Regions from separate parts of the Zea mays genome. Here region 2 is linked to region 1. A link is a contact called in public Hi-C data. All regions are on one chromosome and are shown on one strand. The core of a region is the stretch at or near the end of the contact, and the rest is flanking DNA. Distances in the headings are between cores, read along the strand shown.

Region 1 (5,713 bases), core at 1,633-4,132:
CGCCGTCGTCACGGAGTATGCGGGGCGCCATCATTGCTTATCTGGCGGAGCTAGCCAGATGGGACACCGGTCTTGTTCCCTGCGGCCCGAGTCAGCTCGGGGTAGGGTGATGATGGCGCCTCCTGTTGACGTGGCTGGCCTGCGCCCTAGGTTGGGCGATGTGGAGGCTCCTCCGAAGCCGAGGTCGAGTCTGTCTTCCGTGGCCGAGGCCGAGTCCGAGCCCCTGGGTCGGGCGAGGCGGAGGTCATCGGCAGAGGCCAGGGCGGAGTCCGAGCCCTGGGGTCGGGCGAAGCGGAGTTCGTCGTCTTCTGGGGCTGAGCCCGAGTCCGAGCCCCTGGTCGGGCGGAGCGGAGTTCGCCGTCTTCCGGGACTTTGCCCGAGTCCGAGCCCTGGGTCGGGCGGAGCGGAGTTCGCCGTCTTCCGGGACTTTGCCCGAGTCCGAGCCCTGGGTCGGGCGGAGCGGAGTTCGCCGTCTTCCGGGACTTTGCCCGAGTCCGAGCCCTTGGTCGGGCGGAGCGGAGTTCGCCGTCTTCCGGGACTTAGCCCGAGTCCGAGCCCTGGGTCGGGCGGAGCGGAGTTCGCCGTCTTCCGGGACTTTGCCCGAGTCCGAGCCCTGGGTCGGGCGGAGCGGAGTTCGCCGTCTTCCGGGACTTAGCCCGAGTCCGAGCCCTGGGTCGGGCGGAGCGGAGTTCGCCGTCTTCCGGGACTTAGCCCGAGTCCGAGCCCTGGGTCGGGCGGAGCGGAGTTCGCCGTCTTCCGGGACTTAGCCCGAGTCCGAGCCCTGGGTCGGGCGGAGCGGAGCTTCCTATGATGCCTTTGGCAGGGCCTGACTGCCCGTCAGTCTCACTCTGTCAGGTGACACTGCAGTCGGAGTGGCGCAGGCGGCGCTGTCCTTCTGTCAGGCCGGTCAGTGGAGCGGCGAAGTGACGGCGGTCACTTCGGCTCTGCCGGAGGGCGCGCGTCAGGATAAAGGTGTCAGGCTACCTTTGCATTAAATGCTCCTGCGACTTGGTTGGTCGGTGCGGCGATTTAGTCAGGGTTGCTTCTTAGCGAAGGCAGGGCCTCGGGCAAGCCGGAGATACGTTCGTCGTCGGAAGGGGGGCCTCGGGCGAGACGGAAATCCTCCGGGGTCGGCTGCCCTTGTCCGAGGCTAGGCTCGGGCGAGGCGTGATCGAGTCGCTCGAACGGACTGATCCCTGACTTAATCGTACCCATCAGGCCTTAGCAGCTTTATGCTGATGGGGGTTACCAGCTGAGAATTAGGAGTCTTGAGGGTACCCCTAATTATGGTCCCCGACAATCATCAACGAGAGAAGGTCACTTAATAGTTGTTGTTTTTTATCATACCAGCTAGCATACATCGAATTGGAGACTTCGGTGGCAAGACTGTTGATGAGGCGATCTTCTTCTCAGTGGCGGCATTGGATTCGTCATGGTATTCTAGAAGCTTCGAGCTCCATAGATACCAAAGGAGCACGCCATATGAAAAACATTGGATTTAATGAGGATCAACACCATGGTGATAGAAGTAGTGGCATCAGATATGGAAGGAGGAAGAGGAAAAGTATGTGTGGTGGAGAATTATAAAATTTACTTGGCTATGGTATCATGTTGAAGTGGCACAAGACAAAGCCATATTATTGCTGTAATCATGTATACATAGATATATACAAGATAATGATTTAGAGGGTGTTTGAATCTACGTCACCAAACTCATTTTAATCCATTCACATCCAATGTTTAGATATTTAGTCTTCATGCGTGTGTATGTGTGTAATTAGTTTTGTAATTATACTATATTTAATACTTGTAAGTCATACTCAAACATTCAATGTGATACAAATTAAACTTTACTAACGGGACCAAACACCCCTTTGCATGCGTGATAATATTGTTGAGATCATGGGATGTAACCTAGGGCGGAGGACCTAGTATTGCTAGGTGTTGCTCGAGGAGCACCTTAGTCCATCCCAACTAGAGACCCATAGTAAAAAAAACTAATTTCTAAGTCTCCTAACCCTACTATTTGGGCGAGACCAGCGAGGCGCACGCACTCGCCTCCAGTCGGCGACGCCAACATTTGAGCTACATTCCATGCATGCCGACCGAATGAGCTCCACCCGGCTCCTCGGTACCCGGCGTGGTGAGGTCCTCCCTGCGGGCTATCGCACCGACCGAGCTCCTCCATGCGGATCCGCCCCAGCAAGCCAACCGAGCTCCACAGTTCGCCCTGCGCCACAACGCTTCTGTAGTGGTGCCCTAGAACGCCACATCCCGTCGCCTCTTCTCCCACCCCCACCACACCCCCACGCCGTTGCGATCTCTAGACGCGTCGCATTACCCGCGTCCACGGTGGCGCTGCTGACATGGATTTATTTGCTTCCTATGATTCAGTTTCCAACCCGGATCAATAAAAAAGGTATTTGAAAATAAAAAATGGACAAATGTTTTCCTTGTTTAACGTGACTTAATTAGAAGTATATTCTTATTTCAATTATGTAACATATTTTTACATCAATTTGCTATTAATAACTCTGTTTCTCTTTTTCAGATTTATTCGCAATATGACATTTGTTGTAAATGTATTATGATAATGACTCTTGAATTGGTAATTGTGAATTTTATTTCGTCTTGATTTTGGTGTGTCCTCCACCGCTGATATAGCCCCATGCTTTTACACGACAGTTAGCAGCACTGCTAAAATTAAAAGACGTAACTCCAAACCTAATAAAATCAGGGAGCATTCGTATCTGAGCCGGAATGTTGGCACGGCGCGACGCAACATGATCTGAGCGTCGTGCCAAAGCTCTTGTACCGTACCAGGCCGTGCTGATGCAGGACTCTGCGTTCCTGGTGGGTCCAAGCAGGCAGCTAACAGGTGCTGCACGTGGGGTTGGTGGGAGGGTGGGGGAGGACGCGGCGCCGACGTGGCACTGTAATCGCGGTTGAGTGGCTGGCCCCCACGGGTTGGTGCCGCAAGAAAAGGAGGAGGAGGACGGGCAGGGCGACTGGCCAACGGTGTGGCGAGCTGCCCGGCGATTTGGGGGAAGCCGGCGGGGCCGCGCGGCAGCCGCCGTCGGATCTCGTGGGATCTGCTTGGCTTATTTTTGGCTAGTGATCGTCTTAATCTATGGCTCCTTGTGCATCCTCAACCTGATTGAGACATTGATTGATAGATTGATGTGCCTATGGATATGCTTAATACTTTGAAGTGTTATTCGGTGGTATATATGCGTGGCCGCGATGGCAAGTCTATCGTTTCCTTGGAGGTAGGCGTACTGTTCGTCATTGAATCTTTCTTTTAGAACTTATTCGGATAAGCAACATTTTTTTCTAAGAATATCGACGACTATACAGACATTTTATTTATATATTCGCTTCATTCTAAATTATTGAACATTTTAGCTTTTGAGAGTTAAGCTATTTCAAGTTTAACTACAACTGTTGAGAGAATTATAAAAAGTTATAACATTAAGTGTTATTTAGGAAATGTTAAGGAATATAAATTATATCATAGTCATGTTAATATAAATTATTATTAAGAAATATTTAATGGCTTATTTATATTATATAGCATAGTCATGTTATCAAAGTTCAGCTTTTTTTTAGCTTCTGGCCACTATAAGTTGCTGCGGACTTTCAAACGTCAAGCTTTTAAGCCCGCTTATATGAGAATCACTTTAGTCAAAATCATCCAAAATCAACGTAAACATAGAATTGGCTGAGTCGTTGCGATAGTAGAAAACTGTCACTTTCTCAATCCTAAATCTTATGAACTCTTTTACCTTAATTTATATGTGATCTTTATGATACTCAGATTCTCTTTATAGCTAGATTTTTGAAAAAAAAACTTCTCAGAAAAAACTGAATCAAACAGTCACGCATATCAACGTGGAAATATGGTTGAACATATGTGAGAAAGGCGGTGGCAATTTCTTGTTTTTTTTGTCAACGGAAGGGGAAAAATGCTCGGTAAGAGGCATGTTTCACGCAGCTCTTTGGGCGGACCTTCCTGCTTGGTACATCTACCTAAAAAAGGGAACAGCTTTAGAAACTGTGTATCAAAAGTAGTTTTAGCTGCAGTCAAAGATTTGGCTTTTATCCAAGAACTTGTTTGGCGTTGCTCCATATATATAGTTATATATATTGTACTGTTTTACACTATTTATAACTAATTTGTTAACTCCATTTTCCGAATAATTTATATTTTCTAAGAAAAAATAAATCAATTTTCTTTGAAAAAATAAATATCTTGAAAAATAAGGCTTCCAAACTAGCCTTTAGTATTGTAGATAACTGCAGTAAAACAGTAAGTGTTTCATGTTGGGACGCTGCAACATAATTACATAAATGGTTTACGGGGATGATAGTTTCCTCTGCAGTGTCAAAGCACAAAGCTATGACGATGAGCCGATGAACAATTTTAGCCGCGGAGGTAATTTTCTAGATCAATAATGGCAGATTAAAAAATCGAGATAGCTGTGGTCAAAGATTTGGCTTTTGCTAAAGTAAAAGTGTAAAACTAAAGCGATTTGCATAACGGTGTCAGTGTCACGGAAGCGAAGATTCTTAAGCAATCGTCCATGTGGTGTGTGTGTGTGGCATGTTGATACTTGATAGTCTCCGGGAACATGCATGATGCCGTGAAATGCTGTAGTCATGTTGCTATCAGTGACCGGTATGACAGTTACGCGCGGAATTCAGAATTCACCATGTGACATGACATGGGTACCCTAACCAGAAAAAGAAAACGTACTTGTGTTCTTGCAATAGTAATAGTAATAGTAATAATATAATAATAACTGTACAATCCAAAAAAGGGCTGTTCAATTAGACAACATATGAGTGGTTTTTTATCTGTTCCTCGTGTGGGCTGATGCAACAGTTAATCGCTTTGGGACAATCCCAAGATTCACGAGTCCGCGACGACTGTACTTTTTTTTCTTCCTTAAATCAGAGCTCCTTTTGACTTTTAGCAAACCATCACTGCCACCGGAAACGCCAAATTAATTATTCCTTTTTTGCGAATAAAAATTAATTATAGAAGTCAGATTAACACGCTAGCTATTTCACAGAAAAGGTCTACGCTCTTGCTTAAAAGAACAATGATATTCAACAAGTATCGGATGAGTAATATAAGCACATCAATCAAAAGTTTGAATGGTTCCATTTGATAAACCGTCAACGTGAAATTTGAACGCGTTACTTGGCTTGTACACGGTGCCGCCATGAATTTGTAACTAATATAATAATGAGACTTCTGGCAACTAATTATATAACTTAATGAACCTTTAAGTAAACATGACTCAAATTATGATAACGCAGCCAACTTGCATTGTGACTACTTCGTCTGTCCCTAAATGATAATCGGATTTTGATCATGAAGATGTTAAACAAAATAAATTGTAACTGATAATTGCTTAATGTTAGCCTTCATTAGACCTTATACAACATAATATAGGCTATGAAAACAAGTGCAATGTGTTGGTGTTTAGTAGTTATATATAGTTAAGGTATATTTCATAAATGTGTACGTGTATATTATCGTTTATATTTTATTGCATGTAATCACGTCAATGTTATAGTTTGGCATCTCATGTTTCTATTACAGATATGGAGATGAGAATATTTTATTTTTATTTGTGCATCACTTTGTGTAAACTTATATTATCTAATACGGCCAAATCTAGTGTACTAGCCAAATGTAGCTTTG
Region 2 (5,713 bases), core at 1,008-3,507, 64 kb after region 1:
TTTATTTTGTATATTTGATCAAATAATTTGTGTGTCGTTGCAGCATATGGCCATTGTACAGGCTCTTTGCCTCGTGTGTTGCGACAGTCGTGATGGCTACTGCGCAAGTCACCAAACATGATGGCACGGTTTTTCGTTGTACCGGTAAACACTAATGACTAACCCAATGACTTAGATTACTTGATTTGTTTTGTGTGCTTTGTGCTAAAGGTGTTTCTTAATTCTAGCATGGCAGACAGGAAGTGGATGTGGAGTTGAAGAAGGAAGTTGATGTATGGGGTATGATGTTGTTTGTGTGAAGTTTTCGATAGTGAGTATATTGGTAGTTTCTTGTCTTTTTTGCTTTCTATATATGACATCTTTGCCATTTTAAATTTTCATGGATGACTGGTAAAATTTCATATGCGTTCATGTCCTTATCTGATTGTGTCAGCTCTCTTAATCATGCAAATTCTAAAATGATCATATCATATAACTTTGGTTCCTTTCAAATAATTTAATTTATGAAACAACTATGTTTGTAAATGGATATATTGATTCCGTAGCAACGCACGGACATATATCTAGTAATAAAAGAAGAGGAGAAAGTTTCCAACACAACAGATGAAAAACTGTGGCGCATTCGGTGGATATAGATAGATTTGTTGCCTCTCCATGCATATAGTATCAGCATGCAATAAAATCGATCGAAAGCAATATATAGATTAGCATGGCATCATGATTCACGAGCGAGACTTGGATGACAAGGATGATGAGTATTGATTAGCACGCGCGTAAGTTGATGGATGGTGGAGATAACCTTATTTAATATATATACACTGTACAACTAAAAGGGACGGATGGCTACAAATTAACGGATCATCACTGATCGAGTCCTATATAATGAACGGGACAATAATGAAGATAGTGCGTACGTTGACATATACTTATTTACGACGTTTTCATTCAAAAACAGTCCAAATAGAAAATGGGATCTTTTCATCTGTATATATAAATTTTTTTTGTTGCGCATGTGCAGGAATGAAGGCATGATACACTCGGCATCCAGGTGCACGAGGGGATGGATGAGATGTTGGCTTGGAACTACAACAAGAACGGTATCTTCCTCGATGATAAAAAAAAATCAAGGCATGGTTTCGGCGCGAGAGCGGCGTGGCGGGTTAGAATAAGGGGGTGTTTGGGATGGCTTCAGGTTCCAGCTCCAGTGTGGAGCTGTAGTTTATAATATCAATTTAAATAGTTTTAAAAATATTTTTAATCTAAATGATAAATAAAATAACTTATCTAAATGTCTTCTAAAGACTTACAGCTCTAGCTCCATGATTTTCTGGAGCATCTCATGACCTGCTCTACCAACTTCACCAAATTTTCTAGAGCCGGAGCTATCCCAAACAGGGCCTAAATATAGGCGCAGACGAAGCTGCCGGGATGTGCAATCAAACTTTGCCACCCCCGCACCGCACAGAATGGGCAGCGAAAAGCCTAAAATTAAACCCGACGAAGGCATGGGCGGTTTTGTCATCGAATGAGGAGGAATCGATGGCGCATATAGGCATGCGTGCAGACTGCAGTGGTGGGCAACGACAAAAAAAAATATATTAGCGTCGCTTTGTCTGTGATCAAACAGCTAGTACCACTTTACAAAAGCAAATTAAATACCTACACTAGTCGTATTATTAGTACGTATACATGCTAAATAAAAAAAAAAAGTACACTGTACTGCTGCACACACGCAACATCTCTCTGTCTGTATCTATCTATATATATAATCGATCAGATATTTAAGTGGTATGGTAACCTATCGGCTTGCTAGTTGGTGATCTTGCCGGCCTGCCCGCGGTCGACCTTGTTTCAGAAACGTGTTTCCGCAAGGCGACACGTCCTGTCTGGTTGCCCAACTTGGCCGGGCAGCTCGCGCTCTTGCAGATCACGGCTGCTCCGCGCTCGGCCTGCCTTCCGTCCGTCGTCCGTGCTGCTGGCTGGATCTGGATGTGGTTTGGCGTCCAAGGAAAAATGGAGCAGTCAGGTAGCAGCGGATCAATCAGGTGGACGACGGTCGACGGCGCACCGACCGGCCCGATGGGATCCTCCAAGATGCGACGGCCCGACGTACGGTGATCCTCCAAGATGCAGCCGGTTGGAGTTGGACGACCGACGGGCGGCGGATGAGGCGGACACCGTTGGTTGGTACTTGTACTGGGTTTGCCGCGACAGGACAGGCCGGCGACCACGAGGGAGGACACGCTACTCCGTACTGCACTTCCGTAGCCACACGCCAACGCCCGCCTTCACCTTCCCGCTCTTCTCGTATCCATGTCACCACCGCCTTCACCGTCGCCTGCATGTGCATCTGCCATATGCCGGCATGCCCCTACCTGCTGAGTTCGATACACGGTTGCTTTCAAAAAACACCTGGATATCTAACAAAACATGGGGTCGACCAACACTCTCTCTAGCCATTGGGCCATTCTCCCTTAGAATGGTTGGTTTGGTGACAAAAAAAAAATAGTCTCTCGAAGGGGATCCATGGAGAAGGAAATTTCTTGTTATTCTCTCATAGCCTTTAATTTTGTTGTCACCAAACTAGCCTTTAGTGGAGACACACTAGGTAACTTTCGTATGTCCCAAGTTTGTTTACTTGATTGTGGTCTCGTGGACCCATCAAACCTTGTGAACTGAATGTGAGCCCTTATGAACAAAATACAAGTTGATCAAGATCACATTAGAGAGCTTCACATGGCTCATGGCCCAACACGGTTTAGTTCGACCCAAGCATGTCCCGACCTATCCACTAGGCCTGTGCCGCTCGACCGAATCACCGTGTCGTAAATGGGCCTTAGATCGACATAGCAAGTTAGACCCGACACAGCCTTGTTTTTTCTCTCTAGTTTTATATGGTACTTGAATATATATAGTATAAAAGACAAACATGTGTATTCTGTTGGCTATGGGAGTCTGAATATATGTTTGAAGCCAACGATTATGGTTCAAACTTACACTTATGCACAGTTTTAATTTACTCTCCTCACGAAAACAGACTGAAAGAAGTAGCAAAGACAAGATTTAATGTTGTTTTCAAGCTAAGACCAGTAGACCACAACTGAAGACTGTTGGAACAAATATGGCAATCCTTACGACCGTTTGGACAATGGAAGATTAACGGTGAGCAGTACAATGAAATGTAAGAGTGCTGGGACATCACGCATCACAGAACTAGCTGCAAAGTTGACTGAAAGCTTAACTGAACCATTCCTAAAATACAATTCTACAGCTTGTACAAAATTTGCCTGTCACTACTAGCACCAGTCACGATTGAAAACACACAAAAAACCCATGTATGGCACCCCGGATGAAACCTAATCAATCAGGAGTTTGAGGTGTTGTAGACTGTCGTTGATTTATCTGCAACACAAAATCATGTCTTCTTTTAGGGGAATGCAAAATCATCATTCTAATAGTCGTAACATACAGTTGTAGCATGCGCAATCATTCACGAGAATCAAATTAACATTCAACACTACCAAATAGTAGTAAAAACTTGTACCAATAAGAACGCCCAAAAAAATACAGAACAACAGCACAAATAAACACTCACCTGGGGCATACAAAATTACAGGCTTGCAACTAAACTAACTCCTGTCACTTTTCTTCTTCTTTCTTTTATGTTTTGGTTTGATAGCATCTTTTAGACTCTTCGGCGATCCAATTTCATGGGACTCAGACTCTCCAGCAGCCACAGCACTTGATGTGTTCACCTCAGCATTAGATGATTCAGTCATTGGTTGGGCATCCTCACGGCTGCTGGCCTTGACCATAGTTGGTGGATCTACATCATGCGAAGCAAATAAGTGATTCCAGACTCAAGAGAGAACAAATCTTGGCAAAGTATTCCTCAAGAACGATTACATCAGGTTACACATGTCAAATCAAAATGACTGAAATCTGAAGGATTACTCTAGACTGGCAGGAGGCAGAATTATAGACATCAAAATTTAAAGGAACACAGATTTATGTAGTATTTCTACCAGCCCTAAAAAAATAAGTATAAAAGGGAATCACAATTTATAGACAACAGAATTTGAAGGGCAGGCATAGTGCAGTGGCGAGAGCTTGTTCGAAACAGCCTCTCCACATTTGTGGACGAAGGCTTGCCATGGTTTATCCCTTCTCCAGACCCACTTCATGTGGGAGCCTCTCCGGCACTAGGTCTGCCCTCCTAAAAACATGGCTATAAAGCAGAAACAGTGGAGAATGGCATGCCATATTTTAATCATCAATGAGCACCAAAAATGCCAACCAAAAAAATGACTGCAAGTACATCACAGAGGTGTTACTGAGAGTTAGCATGCAAGAAGAAAACCCATAACATGTAAACAATGTTAACAGTACCCGGCAAATCAGAAATTTTGAGGGATCTTAATGTAACTCCTTTAGAATATGGGTCCCTACATGGCAAAAAAAAAAGGACCAGTTGGCAAAAAAAACTTGTGTCGAGCAAATGTTTATGCTAAATATCTAGAAATTGGGAAACAAAACATCAGACCAATCACTACCAATTTGATGGGCCACCAATGAATGTGGATGTTTGTTTGTGTTTTGCAATTCGGTCCCTAGTCAAGGGTGAATTCCTTTTTATACTTTGCTGGTTCTCATCACCTTTGCTTATCTGCTGAACATCACTATGCATCTGCACAGATTGCTTTTCCAATTCACCATCACCTTTGCCGTCCATAGTTACATTAGTGACATTAATTTTCTGAGGAACCGAGGTTGGCAAACGTTTTACTTTCTTTAGGGCTTTCTCGGTGGTGTATGAGTCTACCTGAAACAGAATACAACCGTAAGATTCTTGATGAAAAACAAAGCCAACCATGGAAGGATATTAATAAACCCAATAGCTTCACATTCCATGAAAATTAAAAGGCATATGCAATATGCAACAATTTCGCTACTTAAAAAGCACAGTTAGTGATGGGGTCCTCTGTTCTACAACCTCACATCTCCCTTCTCTCACAAAATAGTCAACCACAACATGTGGGCTCGCCAGTACCAACTCACCCAACACAACCTACAGCCAGTTGAGCTCACCCTCCTCACCTAACTAATCAGATCCATCCAGTGCTTGAGGCCACGATGAGTGCCGAGATAATACTCCAGCAACCATAGTGATAGTGGCTTCCTGCCTCCACTTGTCATTATATAGCGCCTGGCTTGCCCTGAGAAGGCATGTGCCACTGCTGTCATCTGTCAATCCGAGATACATCTATTCTATCTCCCTTTAGACCTCTGCACCCTGCTTTCTTCCTTATTTTTTCATGTTATCTTTAAAACATGAACAACTTGAATGTCATATTTATATTAATTAAGCTCAAACGAGGCAGCAATATTTATTTCAATTCAGTGATTCAGTCTAGCTCTATTTAAGGATGAATCAAATGGCATGTTTATTCTAAAGCCCACAGAATCAATAGAAGAGCTAATAATTGCATATGATATTCATTGCTTTGAAAATTTGACCGTGTCGGAGGGGATTCAATAATACAGTGATGCATTCTATGTTTCTAGGTAGGCAAAGGAATTCAGTCCATGTGGCGTTCATCAGAGATCAGACTGATGTGACTTTGAGCATCTAGCTCTATGTTTCTAGATTCTACCATTCTCTATGCACTTTTCTTTTGTGGTTACACAGGCTCACCGGTCCTGCTAATGTAAT

What was found. A called contact is a pair of places that touch in the nucleus more often than the background predicts.
Region 2: a Hi-C map of ear shows a contact between it and region 1, with 2.8 times the contacts expected there. The contact joins two enhancer-like sites. A contact is called at or near these places in 4 of 25 Hi-C or Micro-C datasets (bundle sheath, ear, endosperm and 1 more) and 1 of 3 datasets of contacts at active chromatin or transcription factors (leaf).

The regions. Positions count from the first base shown.
Region 1 is chr5:174,675,424-174,681,136 of Zm-B73-REFERENCE-NAM-5.0, forward strand. No RefSeq gene overlaps it. Among protein-coding and RNA genes, the nearest start is that of LOC118472071, 7.0 kb to the right of the region's middle. Within about 2 kb of position 2,883, at least 18 of the 20 cell types and tissues checked have an H3K27ac peak or open chromatin away from gene starts, as enhancers often do. A contact at or near this core is called in bundle sheath, ear, endosperm and 2 more, where this site is marked.
Region 2 is chr5:174,740,519-174,746,231 of Zm-B73-REFERENCE-NAM-5.0, forward strand. LOC100384304 reads right to left here. Exons shown (of 10, transcript NM_001176862.2): 8 at 4,657-4,822; 9 at 3,596-3,826; 10 at 3,113-3,402. The coding sequence ends at 3,630. Among protein-coding and RNA genes, the nearest start is that of LOC100384304, 6.6 kb to the right of the region's middle. Within about 2 kb of position 2,258, at least 20 of the 20 cell types and tissues checked have an H3K27ac peak or open chromatin away from gene starts, as enhancers often do. A contact at or near this core is called in bundle sheath, ear, endosperm and 2 more, where this site is marked.